4 separate regions of the Mus musculus genome follow, and regions 1, 2 and 4 are each linked to region 3. Evidence: chromatin contacts called from public promoter capture Hi-C data. All regions are on one chromosome and are shown on one strand. Each heading gives the region's core, a stretch centred on a gene start, on an enhancer-like site or on the middle of the called end of the contact. The rest is flanking DNA. Distances are from core to core; before and after follow the strand shown. Region 1 holds the start of Stat5a (signal transducer and activator of transcription 5A). Region 2 holds the start of Ezh1 (enhancer of zeste 1 polycomb repressive complex 2 subunit). Region 3 holds the start of Thra (thyroid hormone receptor alpha). Region 4 holds the start of Tubg2 (tubulin, gamma 2).

Region 1 (3,421 bases), core at 811-3,310, 2.1 Mb after region 3:
GGTGTTGACTAGTTAGGATGGCTGGGTCGTGAGGCTCAGGGACACCACTTGTCTTCATAGCCCCAGGGCCAAGATTACAAAGTACATACCAACATTTTGGGCTATCTTGTTTGATTTTGTTTTGAATCCTCTCTTACCCCAATGAATATTGCAACCCAAAATTGGGGATGAAGCACTGTCCAAGGGGAGAAGCACTGTCTGAGGGGAGAAGCACTGTCTGAGGGGAGAAGCACTGTTTGAGGGAAGAGAAGAAGCACTGTCCGAGGGGAGAAGCACTGTCCGAGGGAAGAAGCACTGTCTGAGGGGAGAAGCACTGTTTGAGGGAAGAGAAGAAGCACTATCAGAGGGGAGAACACTGTCCGAGGGAAGAAGCCAGTTGCTACTTCCAGGTCTACACAGGTACCAGGTATTTCTGATCTTCTTAACTCCTTTCCCTCCGAATTCAGTTTTCTCCCTTAGAGCTTGATCCCCTAAAACCACCAGGATGCTTTGTGGTGAGAAATAACAGAGACCAAACCAAAGGACTGAAAGCAAAAAACAAACAAACAACAACCCCCCCCCCAAAAAACCCCAAATAAACAACAACCACAACAACAACTACCAAAACCCAAATGTGACACTTCCGGGTAACTGTATTATCTGGAGTCAGAACCACAGACACCTCTGTCACCAACCTAACTCAACAGCCTCCTTCCTCAGCGCCCATCTTGGGAAAGCTGTAAAATTGCCCCACACCCCACCTGCCCAGTGAGTATCTTCGAGATAGCAGAGGCATAGAAAAAGGTAGAATGGAGCAGTGGAAGATGCAACCAGATGAACTGGCAAAACGTCTCAGTGGGTAAAGGCGCTTGCCAAGCAAGTTTGGCAAGCACGGTTGACAGAGAGACATTATTCCATGGTTGTTGTTCCCTCCACAGGAGGGCCACAGCATATGCACACACAATAGTGATAAGAAACAAGAAAATGATGTTTAAAGATACAAGGATTAGGAACCTCAAAACGGCCCAATGAGGAGAGAGCCAGAAGCAAGGCAGGGAGCCAGCTACCTTTGGGTCCTGGTAAGGTCTGGGGACATGAGTGGGTTCTGCAGACTCTCCTACACTTCTGCTGGGTGGCACCTCCCCGCTAGCTTTTGAGTAAGCAGGCCTAACCACCTTCCCAGCAAGCCCAGCCCAGCCCAGCCAGATGTGGGAGCCCCAGACTTCTGTGGGTCCTGGGGGAGGGGTCTGGAGAAGTCAATGCCTGGAAGTGGGTGGGCAGTTCTTGTACCACACCCACTCTCAGGTGTCCAGATGGAGGGCATGACCAGCGTGGTCCTCTGCCTACAGATGTAGCTCAGAGAACTTAGGAAACCTAATGAATCTACTGTCACGTCCACTGTGAAAGACTGGGGGACACAGGTGCCAAGTGGGGTCCACCTACCATGAGGCAATGGGCTTGGATCTGTCACACTGGCTCCAAGAGTCTGGTCAAGTCACTTCCCCTATCTGGCCTTTTATTGTTCCCATTGGTAAAGTCACCTTTAAGGCCACTGGCAGCTTTGCATGTTGATGTTCATCTGGAGCGGAGGGTCTAACTGGCTCCCGGTCAATCCATTGTACAGAGTAGAGGGGAAAGACGGGAAAAGGCTTATGCCTACTCCTCCTGAGCCCCTTACCCTACCTGGTCCTGGCAGAGCATCTGAAGAGCAAGGTCTCTCCCATCCTCTGATCCTCCTTGCAAACCCCCCCCCCCCCTGTTTTCAATTCCTTTCCTCGTGATCCTGCCAAGTAAAGTCACTGTGACCACACACAGAGGGCGGGGACAGCCCAGACATTTCAACTTCTGCAGAAAAGGTTCAGGTTTTCCCCACCTCTAAAGTTGAAAAAAAAAAAAAAAAGAGTAAAAGAGGAGGTCCAAAGACCAGAAAGAAGGATCAGGAACTCGGAATGGAAAGAAAAGATACAAGAAGAAATTAGTAAGAGAGGAAGCCAATTAAAATGATCCCTCCAGGCCACTGGGTCTTGGCCCGGATGGTATTCGAGTAGGCAGCCAGGCTGGCCCCTCCTTTGGTACTGCCCATGCCAACTTCCAGGCAGAGAGGAGGCCCAGAGGAGAGGGAAGCTGGGCAAAGGGGATGGCAGACTTCCAGCCTGGCCTTGTCCAACCCCTGGGCCTTGAGGGGAACTCTTCGGGATGGGGACTATGATCCAGGCAAAGCTCCAGGGAGCAGGTCTGCTGCCCGGCAAAGTCTGCAGGCAGATGTGAAGTTAGAAAGTGCCGGCTACCCCTTCCTGCGCCTGTTTAGAAGGTAGGACCAGCTTCAGGTGTGACCCTTCTAGGTCACTGGATGGACTCCCGAGTGGTTTGTGGGTCACAGTCTGATGATGAGACTGTGATGTGACCACAGTGAGGTCCTGGGCAGGCCCCTTCTCTTCTCTGGATTGACGTTTCTTACCTGCAAAGGTCAGAAGGGGGTGTGGGGGGTTGAAACCTATGATTACCAAGGTCTTTCTTGCTCGGCTTTAAGGGGGAAGGTCATGTGGTGGAAGTCATGCTAGGTGGGAGACCTTAGAAGTAGGCTTGGCTTCTCTGGGATCGCCAGTCCTTCTAAAGTTTTGACTCTGCAGGCATAGAAGCCACATGCACCCTTACCTGAACATGCGCGTGTACACACACACACACACACACACAAAACTTTGTAAATCTAGAGACAGACTAGTTGACTCCAGAGGTAGGAGCCATCTCTAGGTAGATTTTTTTTTCTTTTCTTCCTCCCCCTCTTTTATTTTATTTATTTATTTTTAACAGATGATAAAACTGAGGCCCTAGTTAGGGATTTTCAGAGTTTGGGACTTCCCGGCACCCTCTGGCTGCTCCAGTTCAGCTGTCCCAGGACGCTCCTCCCTCATTCCCCACCCACCCACCCCCGGAGCCGCAGGGGAGCACAGACCGGGAGTCCCAGTGTGTGTGTAGGGAGGGGGCACCCCGCTGTAGGGGCTGTCCTCAGCCCAGCGCCGCCCAGCCTAGTGGTCGGTCTTGTAAGCGGGGCGCCCTGGCGCACTCGCCGGGGCGCCGGTAATCGAGGGCGGAGGCAAGGAGGGAGCGACCGCTGCTGGGAGGGGTGCTGGGGCGAGCTCGCGCGCTGTGTTTGGTCTATCGGAGGCAGCTGACCTTTGAGGAGGAAATCGCTGCTCTCTGCTCCTTCCTGTAGTAACAGCCTCCACCGCCGCCGCCGTCAAGAGCCGTCAGGAGCCGTCAGAAGCCCCGGCCTGGAGCGACAGCCGCAGGCGCTCCGCAGCACCAGGTGGGTGGGTCGCCGTGACTCCGCCCGCGGCGCGTGGACAGAGGATCTAGGCTGCAGCCACGTCCCTGGGATCTAGCACCCTGGAGTCCCCACGGCCTGACACGGGACAGACATCTGTCCCGCCTTCGAATGGGA
Region 2 (3,038 bases), core at 517-3,016, 2.5 Mb after region 3:
CTAATTCCATTAACGGAGTTCTGGGATTCTAAGGCTGCAACATCACAACTAGCATCCTGTTTATGTGATTAAGGTCTTCTCTCCTAACATGCATTCACTCCTATGTGAGCTGGTTATCTCCCTTCAGAGCCACAACTGGGTTTCCAAGGCTGAAAACAGGTTTCTCAAAAATCAAAAGACTGGGGCAGCGGTCAAACCTTCTCAGGCTGGAAAGACATCCAATGTCCTTTCCTCGTCTTAAAATCTTTGGGTGGAGGGTGAGTCATACCTTTTAATCCCAAGAGGTAGAGGCCTGAGGATCCTGTGAGTTCAAGGCCTGCCTGGTGTACAGGGAGAGTTCAAAGATAGCCAGGTGCTATGCAGAGACCAAAATCAACAAAAATATTCATTGGGCTGAAGATTTCTTATTCTGAGATATCATGTAGCAAATGTACCCCAAAAGTCTCTACATTTTCAATGTCCTCCCTGTACATATCCAATTCTTTGTGATCCTTGGCTCTGTTTCCCAAGGCATAGGTTCCATACTTTGGCTAATCAGTTTACCCACACCTCCAACACTAACCTCCATCTAATCTATTTCCATTCTCTTCCTTGTGCCCCACCACCTACATCATCTCAGTGGTCACTTTGACCAAAGTAAGCTCGTCCCACATGGTGAAAAGCCTGCTCAGCGGTTAAGAACACTTGTTGCTCTTGCAAACAACAAGGACTGGCTCAGTTCCCTGCTCCCACATGGTGGTATGTAAGCATCCTTAACTCTAGTACCAAGGGATTCGATGTCCCTGGAACCATCCATACATAGAGTGCACACACATTAAAAACAAACAAACAAACAACAACAACAACAACAAAAACCCAAACAACTAAATCTTAACAATTCTCGCCAGGCGTGGTGGTGCACTCCTTTAATCCCAGCACTGGGAGTCAGAGGCAGGCGGATTTCTGAGTTCGAGGCCAGCCTGGTCTACAGAGTGAGTTCCAGGACAGTCAGGCTACACAGAGAAACCCTGTCTCGAAACACGCCCCCAAAAAAAATTCTCTTAAAGCTTTGTCTCACATCTACTTCCTGACAAGTTATGTCCCAAATATAGCACCTTCCCTTTTACTTCGGGATGCGTTCATTTACATATCGTTTCTGGGAATTCTGGGGACGGGAGAGACAGTCACAGTTTGAAGACAAATCCTCACTCAAACCCGGAACTAAAGTGAGGCGAGTTAGACCAGCGACAAGGTCCGGGAGCAAAATGTTGAGGAGGTGCCGCGCGACCCCGGGAATCTCGACCCTGACACTTGGGCGTCTTAAGAACCTCTCACACTTGGCGGGCATCTCGGCCTGGCCACCCCTTCCTCAACATCACTCAAAGCCTCTGCGAGCCCGAGCCACCCGGGCCTCTGGCCCTCCCGCTTACAAGAGTCAGGGTCCCCTGGCAGACGCCAAGGCCCACCCACGTTGGCACGGGCCACCAGCCGGGTCCGCCCCCGCCGCGCCCCCTCCGCCACGCGGCCCCCCGCAGCTCGCACGCGCTGTCGCCCCGGGTCCCACCACACTCGGGACGACAGGCTTCGCGCTACCCCGGGTCAGGCAATGGTGTGGCCCTCAGTTTCCTCATTTCTTCGCCTCCCCAGCCCTGAGGTTCAAGCGTCACGCCAAGCCCAGGCCCGGCCCCACCGCCCAGCCCCGTCTTGTTTACTCACTCACCCTCCATCCTGAGACGCAGCCACCCGCCACTAGGACGCCTGCGCGCTACGGCCACGCCCCTGCGCCGCGGCCACGCCCCGCGCCTCCCCTCCGTGCGCGTGCGCACTCTGAGGGTGGATCACCTGGGCTGCGGTCTTCGCAGGTGTGTGTTTTCGCTAAGGTGATGTAGCTCTAGTCCGACACTTTCCTAGGTGGCGCTGTCAGAGAAAAGTCATCCTGGAGCCACAGATCTCTTCTTGAAGACTTTATTCAGCAGCGCACCATTGCCAACCGTGTTTAGACAACTTACAAGTCAAATTTTGGAAGACAGCCTGCCTCTGCCTCCCAAGTGCTGGGATCAAAGGTGTGCGCCACCACGCCCGGCTTGAGAATATTGTTTTAATATTTATTTATTTATTTATTATATGTAAGTACACTGTAGCTGTCTTCAGACACCCCAGAAGAGGGCATCAGATATCATTACGGATGGTTGTGAGCCATCATGTGGTTGCTGGGATTTGAACTCACGACCTTCAGAAAAGCAGTCGGCGCTCTTAACCGCTGAGCCATCTCTCCAGCCCTCGAGAATATTTTTTAAACCTCTCCACAAGATACTTAATATTACAAAAAGGGAATAGTAACTATAGAGGCAAGAAATATCCATCATCAGAAACGAACAGGTTCTTTTTTTCAAAATATTTTATTATTTATTTATTTGCGTATGTGTGTTTTAATACATGCTATGGTGGTTTTTGGTTTTGGTTTTTTGTTTTTTTGGGGGGGGTGGTTTTTCGTTTTCGTTTTGTTTTTGTTTTTTTCGAGACAGGGTTTCTCTGTGTAGCACTGGCTGTCCTGGAACTCATTTTGTAGACCAGGCTGGCCTCAAACTCGGAAATCTGCCTGCCTCTGCCTCCCAAGTGCTGGGATTAAAGGCATGCACCACCACTCCCCGGACTTTTAGTTATTTTTTAACGATGCATTTGTTTGTTTTAGTGTGTGTGTGTGTGTGTGTGTGTGTGTGTGTGTGTGTGCCTGGGTGTATGTATCTGTACCATGTGTTTGTGGGCATACTTGGAGGCCAAAAGAGGCCATCAGATCCCCTGGGACTGGAGTTGCTAACCGTAGTGAGGTACCATGTAGGTGCTGAAGATCAAATCTTGGTCCTTTTTAAAGTCGCCTTTGTTCTTATCCACTGTACCATCTCTCCAGCCTCCACTATTCTTTTCCTTTTATCAAAAACTTTGGAGGTAGGTATAGTGGTGGCACACATCTTTAATCCCAGCACTTTGGAGGCAGAGGCAGAGGCAGGTGTCTGCAGAAAAGGGACTGAGGTGCATATTTTACATATCAAAGTGGACCT
Region 3 (3,464 bases), core at 604-3,103:
CCTGCCTCAGTGAGGCAGAATATAATTGTATTTCTCATTCCCTGGGATTATCCCTCAGCTCCTCTGGTACCCCAATCCCAAGAGCCTACTTCCATGTGAGCATGGACCCTGAGTCTGTACACGGCCTTGTTCCCCAGGGTTTCAACCAGATTTGGTTATTGTAGAGGTGGCTTCGATTGGCAGCCAGCCACCCTGGTGCCTCAGTGCACTGAGAGCACACTGCAGCCTTCTCTACACTACAGCTGTTGCATGTCCGCTGGGAGCCGGGACTGAGCTGGTTCATTTACTGTTTGCTGACTCTGCACACTGGAGCCTCAATTTCCCCACTGCAGCTGCCGCTGTACAGTGCAGGCTTCTTTCAACCATTGTGTGTGTCCTTCAGTCCCCCTTGCCATCCCCAGTAACCGTAGGCTTCCACTTCGTTCCTCCCTCATCCAGCTTCCTGTCCCTTCCCTATCGGGAGCCCCACGAGAGGCATTCTCCCTTCTCCTCATCCCTTGTAAACCCTTAAAACCCCTTGTAAGAGAAGTGAGTCCATTGGCTCAGGATGTAGGTGGCTGGAACTAAGATGTGCAAGGGCAGCCCAACTTGGAGAGACTGTTGGTCAGCAACCCACTCAGCAAACGATTCTATCCAGTATGAACTGAACGGTTAGAAGAGCAGCTCCCCAGACACACTCTCTGGCTCCTCCCCAAGAGCAGGCTGTGGAGGCAGGGCTCCGCCCTGGGAGCCGTGGGAAGGCTATGGCCCCCGCTGGTAAAACTGGGCTAATGATAGCGGGGGAACCGGCGGGGCCAGAGGGGGGTGCTAGGGTAATTAGACCTCTGCCTGGCGGTAGTAGATCCCAAGATGAAAGGGGCTCTGGCGTCACTGGCAGGGTTTTATGTCCACGAATGCAGGTGTGTGTGTGTATGTGTGTGTGTGTGTGTGTGTTGTGTGTTTTGTGTGTGTGGTTGGCGCACGTGCGCGCGCGTGCGCGCGCAAGGGTCCGGAACTGGCATGGAGACCTCTCCTTTGAGAAAAGGAGTCCACCTATTTGCAGCCACTCTGTTGCTTAGATTGGCCCTTGAACCATTTGGATTTTGATGGTATACACAGGAGAGGAAATATCACCTCTGAGAAGCTGGGAGATAAGGGGCTGTAGCGAGTCTTGTCCACCCCCATTCCCCAAGCTTAGTATAGGAGTATATTGTTGGGGAATGGCTGGTGGGCAGTGACTAGAAAGAGCTTCCATGGAGAACAGAGACGTTTGCAAGAGGAGACAGTGGATTCAGCATTAATGTTAGAAACGAGAGAGGAGGCACAATGTGGAACGAGCCTCCAAAACGGCTAGAAATAGGATGGTTGAAGTTAGGAGGATTTCAGAAGTAACCTGTCCAACCTTTGGATTTTGTGCTCTTACCCTGGATGCTGTAATGTGTTCAAGGTCACACAGGGAGTTGTTCGCAAAGAAGGGACCCGAACTCTGAAACTACCCTTAGCGTTTGGTATCTGGACTTCCTCCCGGATTTATAAGGTGCAGTGATCTCCTCGGTCCTTCTCCCCCTACCCCAGGGTGCAAACCAGAACCCCCCTCCCCCAATTCTCCTCGCAAATGAAAGCTATTTTATTTGAAAATGACATCTTTCTCAAAACGTGTCACCGACCGTCGCTCCTGGATGGAGCCGTAGGGGGGGCGGGGGTGAGGTGGGCGAGTCTGAGCCTGGTAGGGGCCAAGGCGGTAGAGGGGCTGCGGGGCGGCCGGCCAGGAGCTGGGGAGCGGCGGGGGGCGAGGGGCGGGGACCGGCGACTGCGAGGCGGCCTGCAGGGAGCAGCCGCGAGCCGGCCGGGCGCGCGGAGCTGGAGCCCCAGCCGGAGCGGGGCGGGGGAGGGAGGAGCCAGAGCGGCCGCCGCCTCTGCCGGAGGAGCCGCGGGGCCGCCACACTCGCCCCCCGCCCCCCCGCGCTCACTCGCACTCACACCCCGGCGCTGGAGGCGGGCGGCCCGGGCCCCACCGGCCCCCCATGGACGCCCCCGGCACGGGGCGCTGAGACCCCCGCGTCGTTGCTCAGCTCGGACCAGCGCGCCAAGCCGAGGTAAGGAGGAGGGAGCAAGGGGGCATTAATATGCAAATGCATCGCGATTGATTATGCAAAGCCGCGGGTCTCTGGCCAGCTTGGAGGCGGGCTGGGGGCGCCCAGGGGGTTCCCGCCGCCGACCTCAGTCTTTTCCGGCGCCCGGGTGACCCTGTCACAGCCCGAGAGCTAGCCACTTACGCCCTGGGGAAAGAAGGTGCTGTTAAGTGGTCGGTGGGCCCCGGGGTTCGCCCAGGGAGATGGCGTCTGGGCCTCCCCTTCGAGGGCCCGCCCCGGCCTCTGTCCGGCCGGTCTGCTGCGCATTCCCGGGTTGGGCCCCGCTGCCTGCCGAGGCTCCCCCGCCCGCCCCGCCGCGGTTTGTTTACGGTGTGCCAGAAGCTTGTCGTGTCCCCCCACCCCCCCAGCCAAAGAGACCGAATGGCCTTTGCAAAGCTGTCTCTAGCTAGGAAGGGCAATGTGGGTGCGGCAGGGTGGAGGGGCTTGCATGGGCTGGAGGAGAGAGAAGCCCCCCTCCCCTCCCCACCTCTCCAGTTGAGCATGGCTTTCTGGTTGCAACACTCCTAATTGCAAAAACGCGGCGGGTGGGGTGGGGTGGGGGGAGTGTGAGCTTGTAGTAGTGGGGGTGTACTTGATGGTCCCTAGATGATTAGGAGAATTGTTGGCCTGTGGTTGGGGAAGAGAGGAAGAAATGGACCCGTGTTCTGTGTGTGTGTGTGTGTGTGTGTGTGTGTGTGTGTGTGTGTCCGCGCGCGCGCGCGTGCATGCTCCCCGTTTCCCTCCCTTGCAACGTGTCTCTGGTGCCCCTTTTCTATCTTGGGCCCTCCCTTGTCCAGTGTGAAAAGAAGGCCTGGGAAGATGTCAGAGGCAATGAAGAGAGCCACCCATTTTAGGGACTGGAGGGGGGAGCACACAGAAGGAAAGCCAGGGAGACGGGAGGCCTGCCCCTGAATGCTGGCTCTGGACCCAGGAGGGGGAGGGGATGAAGGGGGCCATTGTCCAAGATGAAGGGGGAGGCAAAGGTGACATGCAGACAACAGATATGCCTACACAGACAGCTACATGCTCACTCGGGGACATCCAGGCAGATTCAAGGACAGGAGCTGCTGGACACACCCACATGGGGACAAGGGAAGAGGCAGGCCTCCACTGCAGAGTGGAGCTCAAAGGGTGGGACACACCCACGGGAGACCAAGAGCAGGGCGGAGAGACGGCCTATGCACATACCCACGCATAGGATCACAGGGAGATGCTGTCACACAGGGGTAAGAAGGAGTCATTGTCACCCACACCGAGAAAGTCACTATCGAATGCATGCATGCACACATGCACACACACAGCAATTGGACACAGTCGCACAATCATAAAAGACCCTGTCATTCAGAAACACAC
Region 4 (3,437 bases), core at 715-3,214, 2.4 Mb after region 3:
CCAAGAAATCAAGATTATGAGCTACAGAGTGGCACTGAGGTCAACCTGGATCACATGAGGGATCCAGGCCTCTCCAGCCCCCTCAAAAAAAAAAAATCAAAACAAAAAGGTCTCACACTTAACAAAAGATTAAAATAGTAAACTTAGCATGGCAGTGGTGACGTAGGCCTTTAATTCCAGCGCTTGGGAGTCAGAGACAGGTGGACTTCTGTGAGTTCAAGGCCAGCCTGGTCTCAGACCCAATTCCAGGACAGCCAGGGCTACACAAAGAAAGCCTGTCTCCAAAAACAATTTGGTACCTTTAAAAAAGATACAACTATCCCTTCTCTGCCTTTTGGTTAAACTCAGGTGTAAAGGTATAACTTAATTAATTAATTAAGATACAATGTAGCCTGAGCTGTCTTAGAATTTATGTAGATTAGAATCACTTGCCTCTGGCTCTGAGTGCTCAACTGAAAGGTATGCCTCTATCTGGATGTACTTTCTTTCTTTTTCAAATATATATGTATATATATATATATATGTGTGTTTGTGTGTGTTTGTGTGTATTTTCATTTTTAAAAAAAGATTTATTTATTCATTATATGTCTTAAGTACACTGTAGCTGTCTTCAGACACACCAGAAGAGGGTGTCAGATCTTGTTATGGATGGTTGTGAGCCACCATGTGGTTGCTGGGATTTGAACTCAGGACCTTCAGAAGAGCAGTCAGTGCTCTTAACCACTGAGCCATCTCTCCAGCCCCTATATTTTCATTTTTATTGGTTATTTTATTGACATTTCAAATGTTATCCCCCCTCCCAGTTTCCCCTCCACAAACTCCCTATCCCCTTTCCTCTTCCCCCTGCCTCTATGAGGGTGCTCCCCCACCCACCTACCCACTCCTGCCTCAGCACTCTGTCATTCCCCTACCCTGGACCATTGAGCCTCCACAGGACCAAGGGGCTCCCCTCCCATTGATGTATAACAAGGCCATCCTCTGCTACATATCCAGCTATGCCATGGGTCCCCCAATGTGTTCTCTTTGGTTAGTGATTTAGTCCTTGGGAGCTTTGGGGGAGGGGGTTCTGTTTGGTTGATACTGTTGTTCTTCCTATGGGGCTGCAAATCCCTTCAGCCTCCTTCAGTCCTTGCCCTGATTTCTCCACTGGGGTCCCCGAACTTAAACCAGTGTCTGGACGTACTTTCTAATTACATTTATTTATTTATTCCTTGCAGGTTTGCATACTCCAAGAGTACGCATATAGAGAGGTCAAAGGATAATCCAGGAGTTCGTTCTTGATTCCTTATTTCCACCATGAGGACCCTGCAATCAAACTCCGATGTGGTCAGGCTTGGCAGTAAGGGCCTTTATGACACCTGCCAGCCTGAGATGACTTATTTTATTACCCAGGGTCTCACTATGTAGCTCCAGCTGGCCTGATATTCACTAAACAGGATGACCTAGAACTCACAGAGATCTGCCTCCCACTGTCTCCCAAGTGCTGGGGATTAAAGGCACGAGCCACCACACCTGGTCCCAGCTGACAAACTTTGTATTTTTCATAGTGTAAGAATATGAAAATAGCTGAACGCTTTTAATCCCAGCACTCGGGAGGCTGAGGTAGGCAGATCTATGAGTTTGAGGCAGTCTGGTCTATAGAGTGAGTTCCAGGACAGACAAGGCTACACAGAGAAACCTGTCTTGAAAAACCAAAAAGAAAAAAAAAAAAAGAATATATGTAAACACACATACATGTACACCCACATATAGTAGCACTTCCCTTGCATGCTCACTTGAAAAGAGTTGGCTTAAATGTAGCCCCTCAATTTAGCATATCCGGCAGGTGTAGGCAGGTGACTCCCACACTTGGTGCATCCACCTGGCCACTTCTCCCTTCCCTCCCCCACACCCCTGGGGATCCTCGGCTGGCCAAATGTTACCGTGCGCAAGCGCACATAGTGACAGGAAGCGTGGCCTCGCTCTGCGCCTGTGCTGAATTCCAGCTGCAATTGCTAAGAGAGAAAATGATGCCCAGGATGGGCTCTGCCGCCCGCCGGCTGCGGAGAGGCCCACACTGCACACGCGCAGACCCAGCGCCCGCGTCAAAACATCAGTCGACAGCGCGTTCCCCATGTCCTGCGCCTCCGGCTGGCAGGAGTTCCTCTCAGTCGTGACCCCCGCCGCCAGGCCGGGGCGGACGAGCTAGGTCTGATCGGCGATGCCCCGGGAGATCATCACCCTGCAGCTGGGCCAGTGCGGCAACCAGAGTGAGCAAGCGACCACGGTGCCCCGCTTCTATCCCTCTGGTTCAATCCCTCAGGCTGCACTCAAGTGCCTGGTACCCATCAATCCCCTTTGTCCTTCCCATGATCCACCTTTTCTATTGCGCATGATGATCCAGGCAAGAGCTGCCTCCTTAGCCCTGGGCTGTGACAACTTCCAGACCCAGGTGTCTTGGGTCACCTTCTGGAATGTAATAGCCTCTGAGCCTGGGCTCCTCAGGCCTTAAAGCTGTAGCAGACTTGGGCCTCTTCCTCCTCCCCCAGTTGGGTTCGAGTTCTGGAAACAGCTGTGTGCTGAACATGGAATCAGCCCCGAGGGCATCGTAGAGGAGTTCGCCACCGAGGGCACTGACCGAAAGGATGTCTTTTTCTACCAGGTGCCCCCCGCCCCTCCCCCCCAGTGACTTGACCAGGACCATGGGGACCTGAAGGGACTGGCAGCGCGATCTGGTGCTGGGAAACTCTCTGAGTGGATGGATGGGAACAGAGTGGCTATCTTAAGGGAGGGCCTGCAGGAGCCAGAGTTGGGAGGCTTCAGGACTTGACCCATCCTGGCTTACCTCTGACAGGCAGATGATGAGCACTACATCCCCCGGGCTGTGCTGCTGGACCTGGAGCCCCGGGTGATCCATTCCATCCTCAACTCCTCCTATGCTAAGCTCTACAACCCGGAGAACATCTACCTGTCGGAGCATGGCGGAGGAGCTGGCAACAACTGGGGCAGAGGATTCTCCCAGGTGTCACTCCTAGAGTTCCTTGGTAATCCTAGCCTAGGATAAGGAAAGGCTCAAGCCAGTCTGGGGATCCGTCCAGGTTAGACTTGCAAGAAATAAAGAGACGGGGGCTGGTGAGATGGCTCAGTGGGTAGGAGCACCCGACTGCTCTTCTGAAGGTCCAGAGTTCAAATCCCAGCAACCACATGGTGGCTCACAACCATCCCTAACAAGATCTGACTCCCTCTTCTGGTGTGTCTGAAGACAGCTACAGTGTATTTACATATAATAATAAATAAATCTTTAAAAAAAAAAAAAAAAAAAAAAAAAAAAGAAAGAAATAAAGAGACAAATGGGTATGTTGAGAGGAGGGACTGCTAGGGAAGGTTATGTAAATTTTATGCAAATCGTTCACAAAGTAGCATTTCTGGGTTGAGAGAGATTCTGGTTGGGAAGCTCA

The links. Promoter capture Hi-C pulls out the DNA fragments that hold promoters and counts their contacts.
Region 1: a promoter capture Hi-C map of liver shows a contact between it and region 3, with 5 times the contacts expected there. The contact joins the promoter of Stat5a here to the promoter of Thra in region 3. A contact is called at or near these places in 2 of 39 promoter capture datasets (embryonic stem cells and liver) and 1 of 115 datasets of contacts at active chromatin or transcription factors (embryonic forebrain).
Region 2: a contact with region 3 is called in a promoter capture Hi-C map of hippocampal neurons, with 11 times the contacts expected there. The contact joins the promoter of Ezh1 here to the promoter of Thra in region 3. A contact is called at or near these places in 3 of 39 promoter capture datasets (hippocampal neurons, liver and stem cell-derived epiblast-like cells).
Region 4: a promoter capture Hi-C map of hippocampal neurons shows a contact between it and region 3, with 9 times the contacts expected there. The contact joins the promoter of Tubg2 here to the promoter of Thra in region 3. A contact is called at or near these places in 1 of 39 promoter capture datasets (hippocampal neurons) and 1 of 115 datasets of contacts at active chromatin or transcription factors (astrocytes).

The regions. Positions count from the first base shown.
Region 1 is chr11:100,857,291-100,860,711 of GRCm38.p6, forward strand. Stat5a (signal transducer and activator of transcription 5A) reads left to right here and starts at 2,061. Exons shown (of 20, transcript NM_011488.3): 1 at 2,061-2,290; 2 at 3,194-3,286. It also overlaps a transcript of Stat5b not described here.
Region 2 is chr11:101,224,697-101,227,734 of GRCm38.p6, forward strand. It overlaps Ezh1 (enhancer of zeste 1 polycomb repressive complex 2 subunit), which reads right to left and starts at 1,767. Exons shown (of 21, transcript NM_007970.3): 1 at 1,700-1,767.
Region 3 is chr11:98,739,932-98,743,395 of GRCm38.p6, forward strand. It overlaps Thra (thyroid hormone receptor alpha), which reads left to right and starts at 1,854. Exons shown (of 10, transcript NM_001313983.1): 1 at 1,854-2,075.
Region 4 is chr11:101,153,920-101,157,356 of GRCm38.p6, forward strand. It overlaps Tubg2 (tubulin, gamma 2), which reads left to right and starts at 1,965. Exons shown (of 11, transcript NM_134028.2): 1 at 1,965-2,249; 2 at 2,529-2,641; 3 at 2,834-3,001. The coding sequence starts at 2,201.